Regions from separate parts of the Rattus norvegicus genome. Here region 1 is linked to region 2. The links are chromatin contacts, called in public Hi-C maps. All regions are on one chromosome and are shown on one strand. Each heading gives the region's core, a stretch centred on a gene start, on an enhancer-like site or on the middle of the called end of the contact. The rest is flanking DNA. Distances are from core to core; before and after follow the strand shown. Region 1 overlaps Prkd3 (protein kinase D3). Region 2 has its middle 40 kb from the start of Rmdn2.

Region 1 (5,155 bases), core at 2,369-4,868, 590 kb before region 2:
ACACACACACACACACACACACACACAGGCTTGTATGAGAGGCACATTTTGCACTTTACAATAAAACTGAAAGCTGACAATGACTTCCCAGCAGATGCTAATCCCCATTGAAAGCTGATCAAGCTGATCAATCACAGGAGAAGCAAAGACTGGGGAATGCCTGTCAGCGCTCACACTGCATTACTGCAAATAGCCTGGAAAAAGAGTTACTTCACAATTTCCCAAAAATACTGGAATATGTCTCTAGAAATTTGAACTAAATGGTTGAAGAAAAAAACCAAAGTAGCATTAGTGATAGTAATAGATCTGAAGCCGACCCTTGATATTGCAAATATTTTCCAATGTTTTTGGAGGATTTTTTTTCCTCTAAGCAAAGCTAAAAAATTAAAGAACAATTAAAAATGTCTGTGAAGCTTGAGAGATAAGTAGATTTTTGTAACTACAGCTCTCTCTAAACAAAGGGAATGATCAACCTAAATTACAGGCCAGTTCAGGGCAGCTCATTCCGTTTATTGAAGACACGTATGCAGTGACTATTATATGCTAAATGCTATGTTATATATCTGGAAGACGATCTAAACATAATCATGTTTTGGACACCTCTGCAGATGACTGAAGGGAGTACACTCCAGCCCTCGTCTTCACTGTCAGGGGCAGCCCTCTGAGCTTGTTCTCAGTGTGCCAGTCTCCTCTGCACTTCCTCTCCTCCTGCATCTTCTATTTTTGGTCCGCCTCAAGTTCAAATCATACAAGGCACAGTAAAACTGATGTGTATTAGTCATCCAATACAGAGGACACCCCTGTAAGTAAGACTTTTATTTGCATGGCCGGTTAGTACCTTTGTTCATGTCCTGCTGGTATCTTCAGGGCATTAGGGACATGGTACAGAGCATGTGTGCCAGGTACAATTGTCCCTCTGTAGCAGTAGCAGTCACAGGGTTATTTAAATTCTATTCCCATCTAAATATCAAAGTGGACTGAGAATACAATGAGTAGGTTTTCTGCACTGAATCCCTGAAATTCTTAACATTTTCCCTACCTCCATGTGCCTTGACTGACATCAATCAGTATGACCCGAGTCTCAGTGACTGCCTCTGGCAGTGATGGTGGCAGGAGAGGTATGGCACACTCAATGAGCAACTGAATGGGACCACTGACATCAACACAACAAGAATTGAGTGAAAATCCTAGCCTTCTTTTAAAGTCTTCTAATTGCAAATTAGTATTAGCTTAATTGTTTTTCTGTTTTAATGTGTAGCCAGAAATTTTCTAAAAGTAACTTACTTCCAATTGGCTTAGTTGTAAGCTAATTAATTCCTAACAAAACTGTGCAACATCATTGCCAATTATCAGACAGACACAGACTCTCTCTGTCTCTCTCTCTCTGTCTCTCTCTCTCTGTCTCTCTCTCTCTGTCTCTCTCTCTCTGTCTCTCTCTCTGTCTCTCTCTGTCTCTCTCTCTCTCGGAAAGAAAAGCATAAAAAAACCATCAACTCTGCACATTGTAATCAGCACTGGAGAATCTGTGAGACAAGTTCCTCTACTTTTGTGCACCAGCTCAGACCTGAGCTTTCTTTCTAGTGTCATTCTGTCTCTCAGAAATATACTGAGATGAATACTCAACCATTTCACCTTCAAACAGTCAGTACTTGTGGATCCTTAAACCTTATAGCTTTCATTCTAACCAAATTCAATAAAAATTCTGTTCTTTCACCTCCTTACAGTGTCTTTTATGATCATGATAGAAATAGCTTTGTGCACACAGACGAAGGCAACCTCAGAGTTATGTTAATAGGTTCTACTCCCAACATACCTGTTTCCAAGCTCATTTCCCTTATTTAGTGAGGCTTTATATCTTGGCATCCAACCATCCATCCATCCATCCATCCATCCATCCATCCATCCACCCACCCACCCACCCACTCATTTTTAGAAACGTATTCCTCGTTTCCTCTAAGAAAACTGGGATGAAGTGTGCCTCTGACGATTGTAATGCAGACCTCTGAGCAACAAGGTAGGCATGAGGAGGCTGAAGAGCTCTTCACTGCCCTTGGTTCAGCGTCAGGGTTGCTTGCACCTTCTAACTGCTCTGGCATACGCCCCATCCACAGAGGCTGGTCGTCTTCTACCGGGGACACTGCAGGCAGGATACATATGTGGGAAGGAAGTGGGAACACACCTGCTCATGAGCCAGATGACTGAGATCAACACTAGAGATCAGCAGGATGCTCACCGTCACACTCAGAACAATAATTCTATTTTTCAGTATATTGAGTATCTAAACAACCTAGTGATGACTTAAAGTGTTCAAGAGATGTGTGTAAGTACATTATATGCAGATATCCTGCCAACTTCTAAAAAGGGGTTGAACAGTAATGGATTTCAGTATCTGCTGCAGGCTCTAGAACCAATGCCCTGCGATTACTAAAGGGTGGCAGTGCTTCCCTTTCCTCTGCCCTCTGCCTTCCCCTAGGCCAGGAACGACCAACTGAGGGTAGCTGCCACCAGAGCATCATTCGTGGGTTCTTAAAGCAGTAACTTATCATTCCCTGATAGGTTCCCTCTGTGGTTCAGTGTATGAGACACACCAATCTCCTCCCAAGGCCTCCCCTATGTCTGTGCACAGCTTCTCCTTCTCGGCCTCCATACACACATTCCTTCTACTCTCTCCCTTGGGTGTTTGCTGTTGTTAACCAGGGTCTCACTGGCCTAGAACTCACGATCCTTGCTTGAGTATTGGGATTACCTTTCTTTATCTACTTCAAAAGTTTCTTTCAGTGGCTAAGTAGTATATGAACAGGAGAAGTTTTAGAGTAGGATTACATAAGTTTTACTTTTATTAAATAGACAATAGCCCAAAGCTTTGCACTGTGCTAGTGTACAGAAGTCCTGATAGCAGTTATATATAAAAGACAGAGGCTTTAAAACCAACTCCTGGCAAGATTACAATTTACAGATATAAACCATTCCAAGTACTACTAAGCACATAAATCTTCAATAAACTACTGTATTTATCCTTGGAAAGAAGAATACACTTATTAATCTGCCCTGTGACTCTGGAAGGCACTTACCCATTGTGTCTCCGGAGTCTACCTCACACTTTGGGAACAGGCGTGCTCATTCATTCATATCACCTGGGTACCAAGTGCTGTGCTAAGTGAGTCACAGACTGAACTTTACAGAGAGAATTTCTGTTTTCATGAACCTCGTTACATTGTCTTTTATGATTATGATACAGTTACATCTAAGGATCTGCTTCCAGTATGCCTTTTTCAAGCTTAATTCCTTACGCAGTAGAGCTTTACATATTGGCTTTACTTATGTGTTTATTTATTTTTAGAAATTTATTTCTCGTTTTCTATAATTTAGTACACAAACACTTGGCAGAATGTTAGACTCACAAACAAGGTTTCAAAAGTGTGATGGCACTATAAAGACAGACTACTCTGTAGGTCTAGGTAAGTGCCACCTCAGACTCGGAACAGGGGAGGCGGGACCCGGCTAAGCATGTTCTAAGAGCTTGGCAAGAGTTTAAGAGCCACTGCTGGCTTCAAGCACTGCCCAGAGCAAACTGCGGCCCGTGTGCAACAAACTTTCAGTGATGAGAAATATCTGAGAGGGAAAGACATGTTGTGACCGTGGGTGGCGCTGTGGGTGCCGATGCAATAAGAACAGAAGGGTGCACATTCTGCATGCCATGCCAATCTTCAGTGGAGAGCTGCTTCCTCCTGCCATCACTGTGCCTGTCAGACTCCACATGCATCAGCCCTTTTTAGACAGACTAGTACCAGCAACTCTCCAGTACACTTCCAGACAGCTGTCCCTCAGATTCTGAGGCTTCTAGTTTCTAAGTAGCCATTAGTTTTTCCTGCTTTCCAGTCTATAGATGATCTTTTTGGGACTACTGAGAATCTGATCACATAAGCCAATGTAATATATTCTGTCATTTAAACACACACACACACACACACACACACACACACACACACACACACACACACGTATAGGTTTTGTTCATCTGGAGATCCCTAATATAGTTATCTAGAGGAGAGAAACATGGAAACATGACTGGAGTTGTGTATTAGGAAAGCTGGCATTATCGTTACACGTAAGATTAACTGAAGTACAGATGCTGGGTGCAGGATAATGAAAGCAGGCTCACACAGTGATCTATACAATAACGCAGTCCCCAGGAGTGCACGGCACAATCCACTGCTATTGGAGAGCCTTGTCTTTATTACCACATTTAAAGTTCCTTAAGTGTAGGAACGTTACTGTCCTCTGGTATCACCTGTTCTGGGATGTCATAGGCCTTGTAAAATCACTGGGAATAATTAGTAAAATGCCTCCCATGACTTGAGAATACATACCTCTTCACTGAGCAGGGGCACACATTCAGGCTGCAGGGGTCTCGGAACTGAGAGGCCAGGTCCTGGCAGAGACACATTTGACAGACGTCTCTTTCTTACTCCACTGCAGTTATTTGGAATCTTGAAGGCACATCGTTTATGATAATTTAATCCACAGCCTAAATATATTTTAAGAGTAAAATATAAAAATTTTAAATGTAACTATTTGAAATGTGACACATAAAAAACAGTCTTTATTTCTGCCAGTAACAATACCAACCTTAATTAAGAACTAAGATAACAGATGACGTGGAACATAACAAATTCAAGAATAAGAACTGTATAGAAAAGTTTATTTAGAAAAGTTATATTGCCTGGAGTAGTGAGTCTTGACTTGTGATAGCTAGCACAACCCCCTGGAAGTTTATTAGAAACATAAATTACTAGGCTCACCCCTGAAGCTACAGACTCGGAACAGTGGAGGTGGAGCCCGGCTAAGCATGTTTATGAACGTGGCAAGGGTTTAAGAGCCACTCCTGGCTTTAAGCACTGCCCAGTGACAAACTATATGAAACTCAAATCTCAATGTTTCTGAACATAAAATAATAACAAATGCTAATATAGAGTATCGGTGTCATGTAAGTATAACACACAATTGTACAACATAAAGGCTGTATGTGTACCATGTGTGTGCAGGGATCTGTGTATGAGTATGGAGGTGAGAGATGAACTTCAGCTCCCATTACTGAGGAGACCTATGTTGGGGCAGCATCTCTCACTGGGGCCTGGAACTGTAAGAAAGCCCC
Region 2 (4,630 bases), core at 1,397-3,896:
ACCAGCCACCTGGGCCCTGGCTCTCCCAATCGCTCTGATCCTGTCCTTCGGCACCCCAACAGGAGGACTGTTAATCAGATAAAACTCAAATGCTGCAGAGAGACAAAGCCCTACAAGAGAGCCTGCTCTGAAACCAGAACCATGTTGGACGTGTTCACTCCCTACTTACTATCCGCCCCTTCCTCCCATACACACCCATTTTATAATTTCATGTTCATTGTTTGTCCTGATCCCGTCAGTTTCCAATCCTAATGAGAATCCCAAGATAGGCAGATTCACTGAGCAAACTCACATAGCCGTTATAGGAAATACTCATTGAGTCAATACTCAAACCAGATCTCATGAGCAGAGTCCTCATCTGTAAAGTCTTTATGCATTCATCTGCCTCTGTCCACAGCCCAGAGGCCACTTGAATCCTGAATTTAAACACTACTGTTATACCTGAGTATTGACTTCTCTCAAATCAACTCCTCCCCAGGAGGCTGTATCCCAACCATTGTAAGACAATGTAGTATCATGATTACAATTAGATTTTGTAATGAGAACTGAATAGGAATCTATGCTTGCTGATGAAAGACTAGATGGCTGTAGGCTCTTGATTGAACTGTCAATCTCTGTCTCCTCATCTGTGAAATGGGAATGCTGTTTTACTCAAAGATTGTGTTAAGGTAGAGATGAAAACTGTGCTTATTGTATTTCACATTCATAAGAGTAACTGAGTGAATATTATTATCACTCATTATGAAGTCTGGACCTTGTAGGCCTCAGATGATTATATCCCATGGATAGAGTCCTTTGTAGATCTAGAGTATACATGTTCCCACAGCTCTTTTCTGGATAGTCAGCTCCCTGGGAATTCTCTTGGGAGGGCTCGAATTTGACACTGTTCTCCAATGTGATACCGCTGAGTACATTCTCCTTCAATCTTGGCACAGTTATGCCCTTGAGGCTAGGAACTGGCCTGGAGCCTACGAAGCTCAGTGCTTCTCCTAAGTCCCTATTGATCTTCAGCCATCTGTTAACCAGTGAGAAATATTCACCCTTTCTCTGCTGGAGGTTGTCCTTCCTCAAACCCACTTTACTTCCTCTTGACAGTATCGTGACTGTCAACCCAGCCATTCAGGGTTGCTCAGTCTGGACCAGGGGACACTACACTTTCAGTGTTGGGAACTGAAGCTGGGGTTTCATACACACTAGGCAAGGGCACAAACACTGAACTCTTTTCTAATCAGGAATCAGAGTGCCATCTGCTTTAAGTACTGCGATTTAATCCTTCCAAGAAACTGAGCAGAGTGAAGGACTGTAGGATATACTAGCTACCCTTCAACATTATCACTTTGCCATCAGGATTATTTTGAGCTGAAGACAGTTAGGAATGTATTTTAAAACTAAACAAACAAGCTTTGTCTCCTACCTTTCCACAAGGAAGTGACACTCCAACATACATGCTTCTATACTCCCTACTAGGAGACTCTAGTCTTACCACCTCACCCTTGGGTGTTATTACTTCTTCATATATTTAACTTCCCCAATTTGGCTGCCCTGAAAGTCCTGAGACTCCATTCTTCATCTTGTTACATCACTAAAAACTTGCTTTTCTTCTGTCAAAATGCCACATAAACTCAAGCTCTAAAGAGCCCTTTGAGTCACTCATGCCCGGGTACCCCATATATCTATGGTACACGTGCCAACAAACTTCTTGTGTTTCTCTTGTTTTCCCACCTTTTGTTACTCTGTAGATCCCCAGAGAGATGGAGAATGAGTTTCCTCTACCTACAAGAATAGTCTGGGTTCAGAGAAACAGGCCAACAGGCATATGCTGTAAAACTCTGTCAAAACGTCCTTTGTGCTACACCAGGGTCAGTAGCCTCTGCCCCTACCCTAAACTCTGATTTGCTGACTTAGATATCCCCCTGTCTCACTCCTAAGTTTCTGTGGTAAGGGTCTCCTGTCTCACATTGGTCTGTCTAGAGTCAACAGTTACAGAGCTGCTGAGATGGGAGATGACCCATTCCTCGGGATGACAGAATGAAGTCAAATTCATATCCTGAACAATGTTTGCTAGACTCATTGGTAATGTTTCCTTAAATCTTCCCTCTGTCCTCCAGGACACAGAGCTGGGAGCACTGCTGAGAGCACTGTGCTGTACATTTAAGACAGAATAAAAAATCTTCTCTACGATCGGACAGTGATAGCCAGACAGCCTGGCTCATGTCTGCTTCCCCTCGCCGACCTTGGCAAAAATTATATTCTGGAAGTTTCCTATCTGCCAACTGAGGGAGCTGGGCTGGATGACCTACGAGGCCTCTCTTGCGCCGATGGGTTAATACCCTGCTCACCGGAATGAAAGAGGGTCAGACTCAGTCATTTAGTGTCATTGTCCCTTTAAAAATATCTCCAGTCATTCAGATCATATCACCCTCCTTATCCATCAGCAAACCTCATTTAATACACAACCTCCATAAATGGCTTGCTTAAGGACACAAAATGAGTCATTTTCAGAGGCCTATACAGTAATTTATGTCTCCCTGCCAGTTTTCTTCCATCAAGACAAGAGGACAGAAACAGTCCCTGCCATTCCCCTGCTCCATTAACATTGCTTAGTGTTAAAACAGTAAGCAGAGGCCTTTTGCCTGGCTGGCTCCTGTGCCCTGTGTTCTTACCTAAGCAAACAAAACCCAGTTTCATGCAAATGGTGTAACAGAACTCAAACTTAACCCATCAGGAACTGCCAACTAAGCTCTGCTAGGGACTTCCTGCCTGACCCGACCCAGATAAATCAAAAGGCTCACTCCAGACAGTCAAGTGATCTCTCTACTGTCTCCCAGTTCAGGGACTCTGTATCATTTCCCAACTCCCAATGCCTTTGATGTCCAAATACACTCTATGAAGTCTACTTAGTCTGAAGCTTTTAACAGAAGGTTTTTCTCCATCTAAAGCTTCCTGTTAACTGAAATATTACATTTCAAAGGAAAGTATACTTAAACACATGGACCATCATTCAACACTGGCTTTCAACCAGCATGAAAGAACACTTAGAAATTGAGAAACTATCAGCTCCCCCCGCTTTAAAAAAAAAAAAGGAAAAAAAAGAAGCTTTATAATAAAGCTTTATCAAGACATGGCTAGCAGACCACTTGGAGACTGGAGAGATATATCAGAGTTTTATTAAAAATCAGTATTGTCCATGCAAGGCTCACCAGCAACCCACCAAGTCAACATAGGCTCAGCCCTGAGTCAAATTCCCAGGCTAGCAGAACTAGCTCCAGAGAAAAGCACTGAGAGCAAACGTCTTTTCTCAAGGTAACATTATCTTATCTTTGACTTTGTTTCCTTATCTGAGAAAAGATCAAAGAACCCCTGCACTGTTAGAAGCAACATAGCAATCACGACTCCCATATGACTTATAAGAGCTCTGCCCAGGAAGTTTCTTATTATTATGCTTAATTACATGGTCATAATTTTCATGGACAGGGCCGGTTTGTCTGAAAAAGTCCTGAATATCCTATCCAGGTATAAGAAGATCCAAAGGTTCCCCTAAGCCCCTGTGGATGGAGTAGAGGAACATGAGCAGGAGGGGCTAGAAACCAGAATGTGCGTGTGGTTGGGACAAAATAGGAATACATGTCTAGACCTTGAAACTAAAGGACACAGAACTGAGCACGGGCATGCGCAGATGAAGCCAGAGAGTAAGCCTAAAGACAGGAACAAGAGTAAGGACTGGTGGGCAGAAACACACCTACCCACCCACCCCCAACCCACGCTACAAGATGAGCACACAGCATGGTCCTTAAGCCTCCTGAGCAGCTCTGAACTCACTCCCGGGACAGGACAGAAAGTGAAAGGGCCAAAAGAAAGATCCAGACTGGGGTTGGGGATTTAGCTCAGTGGTAGAGTGCTTGCCTAGCAACTGCAAGGCCCTGGGTTCAGTCCCCAGCTCCGAAGGAAAAAAAAAAAGATCCAGACTTCACTGTTGACACAACTGTCTTATTTAGGGTTTTTGTCTTATTTAGGGTTTTACAGCTGTGCAGAGACAACATGACCAAGGCACTTCTTATAAAGACGATGCTCCTAACAGTTCCCCTTTGGCAGATTCAATGAAGAATTTGAACATCTCTACCTCCAGGCTAGGCAATACTTTGTGGCTAGGCAGCCACCAGGCAAAACTGCCCATTTCATCTGCAGACTAATACTGTCCAGAAAAGAACAAATTATGCAGAATAATTGACTGGTAAACCCTGCCAAGAGAGGGTGAACAGCCCTTCAAAATCTGCACTTGAACATTGTCAGTGGATTTTGAGCCAGAAGGAAGGAAGGATGAGTGTGAGAAAAGTTGAAAGAAGAGGAGGAGACTGGAATGGAAAGGGATAGAAGCTTAAAAATATTCGTAACGACTTGTAAAGGAACAGCGCGGAATCTTAATGGCAGCTGCCATATTGTCCTGCCATGGCTTCTGTCCCTCTCACTCCTGTCTATTCCTCCTTTCCGATCCACTCTCCTCCCCTTCCTCCAAACTTTTCTCCTCTTACCAAACTTTTCTACTTCCCATCCAATGACAAGCCTCCTTCTAGCTTGTACCTGCCTCACTCGTGACATCATCCCACATTTCACCCTTTTTGTCTAAATTAAA

What was found. Hi-C and Micro-C count contacts between places; a contact is called where the count stands out from the background.
Region 1: a contact with region 2 is called in a Hi-C map of liver, with 2.5 times the contacts expected there. The contact joins two enhancer-like sites. A contact is called at or near these places in 7 of 12 Hi-C or Micro-C datasets (the A7r5 cell line, Schwann cells, frontal cortex and 4 more).

What each region holds. Positions count from the first base shown.
Region 1 is chr6:21,826,229-21,831,383 of GRCr8, reverse strand. It overlaps Prkd3 (protein kinase D3), which reads right to left. Exons shown (of 18, transcript NM_001024263.2): 4 at 4,371-4,528. Among named protein-coding and RNA genes, the nearest start is that of Prkd3, 37 kb to the right of the region's middle. Within about 2 kb of position 3,618, at least 1 of the 93 cell types and tissues checked has an H3K27ac peak or open chromatin away from gene starts, as enhancers often do. A contact at or near this core is called in liver, where this site is marked.
Region 2 is chr6:21,231,622-21,236,251 of GRCr8, reverse strand. No RefSeq gene overlaps it. Among named protein-coding and RNA genes, the nearest start is that of Rmdn2, 40 kb to the right of the region's middle. Within about 2 kb of position 2,646, at least 6 of the 93 cell types and tissues checked have an H3K27ac peak or open chromatin away from gene starts, as enhancers often do. A contact at or near this core is called in liver, where this site is marked.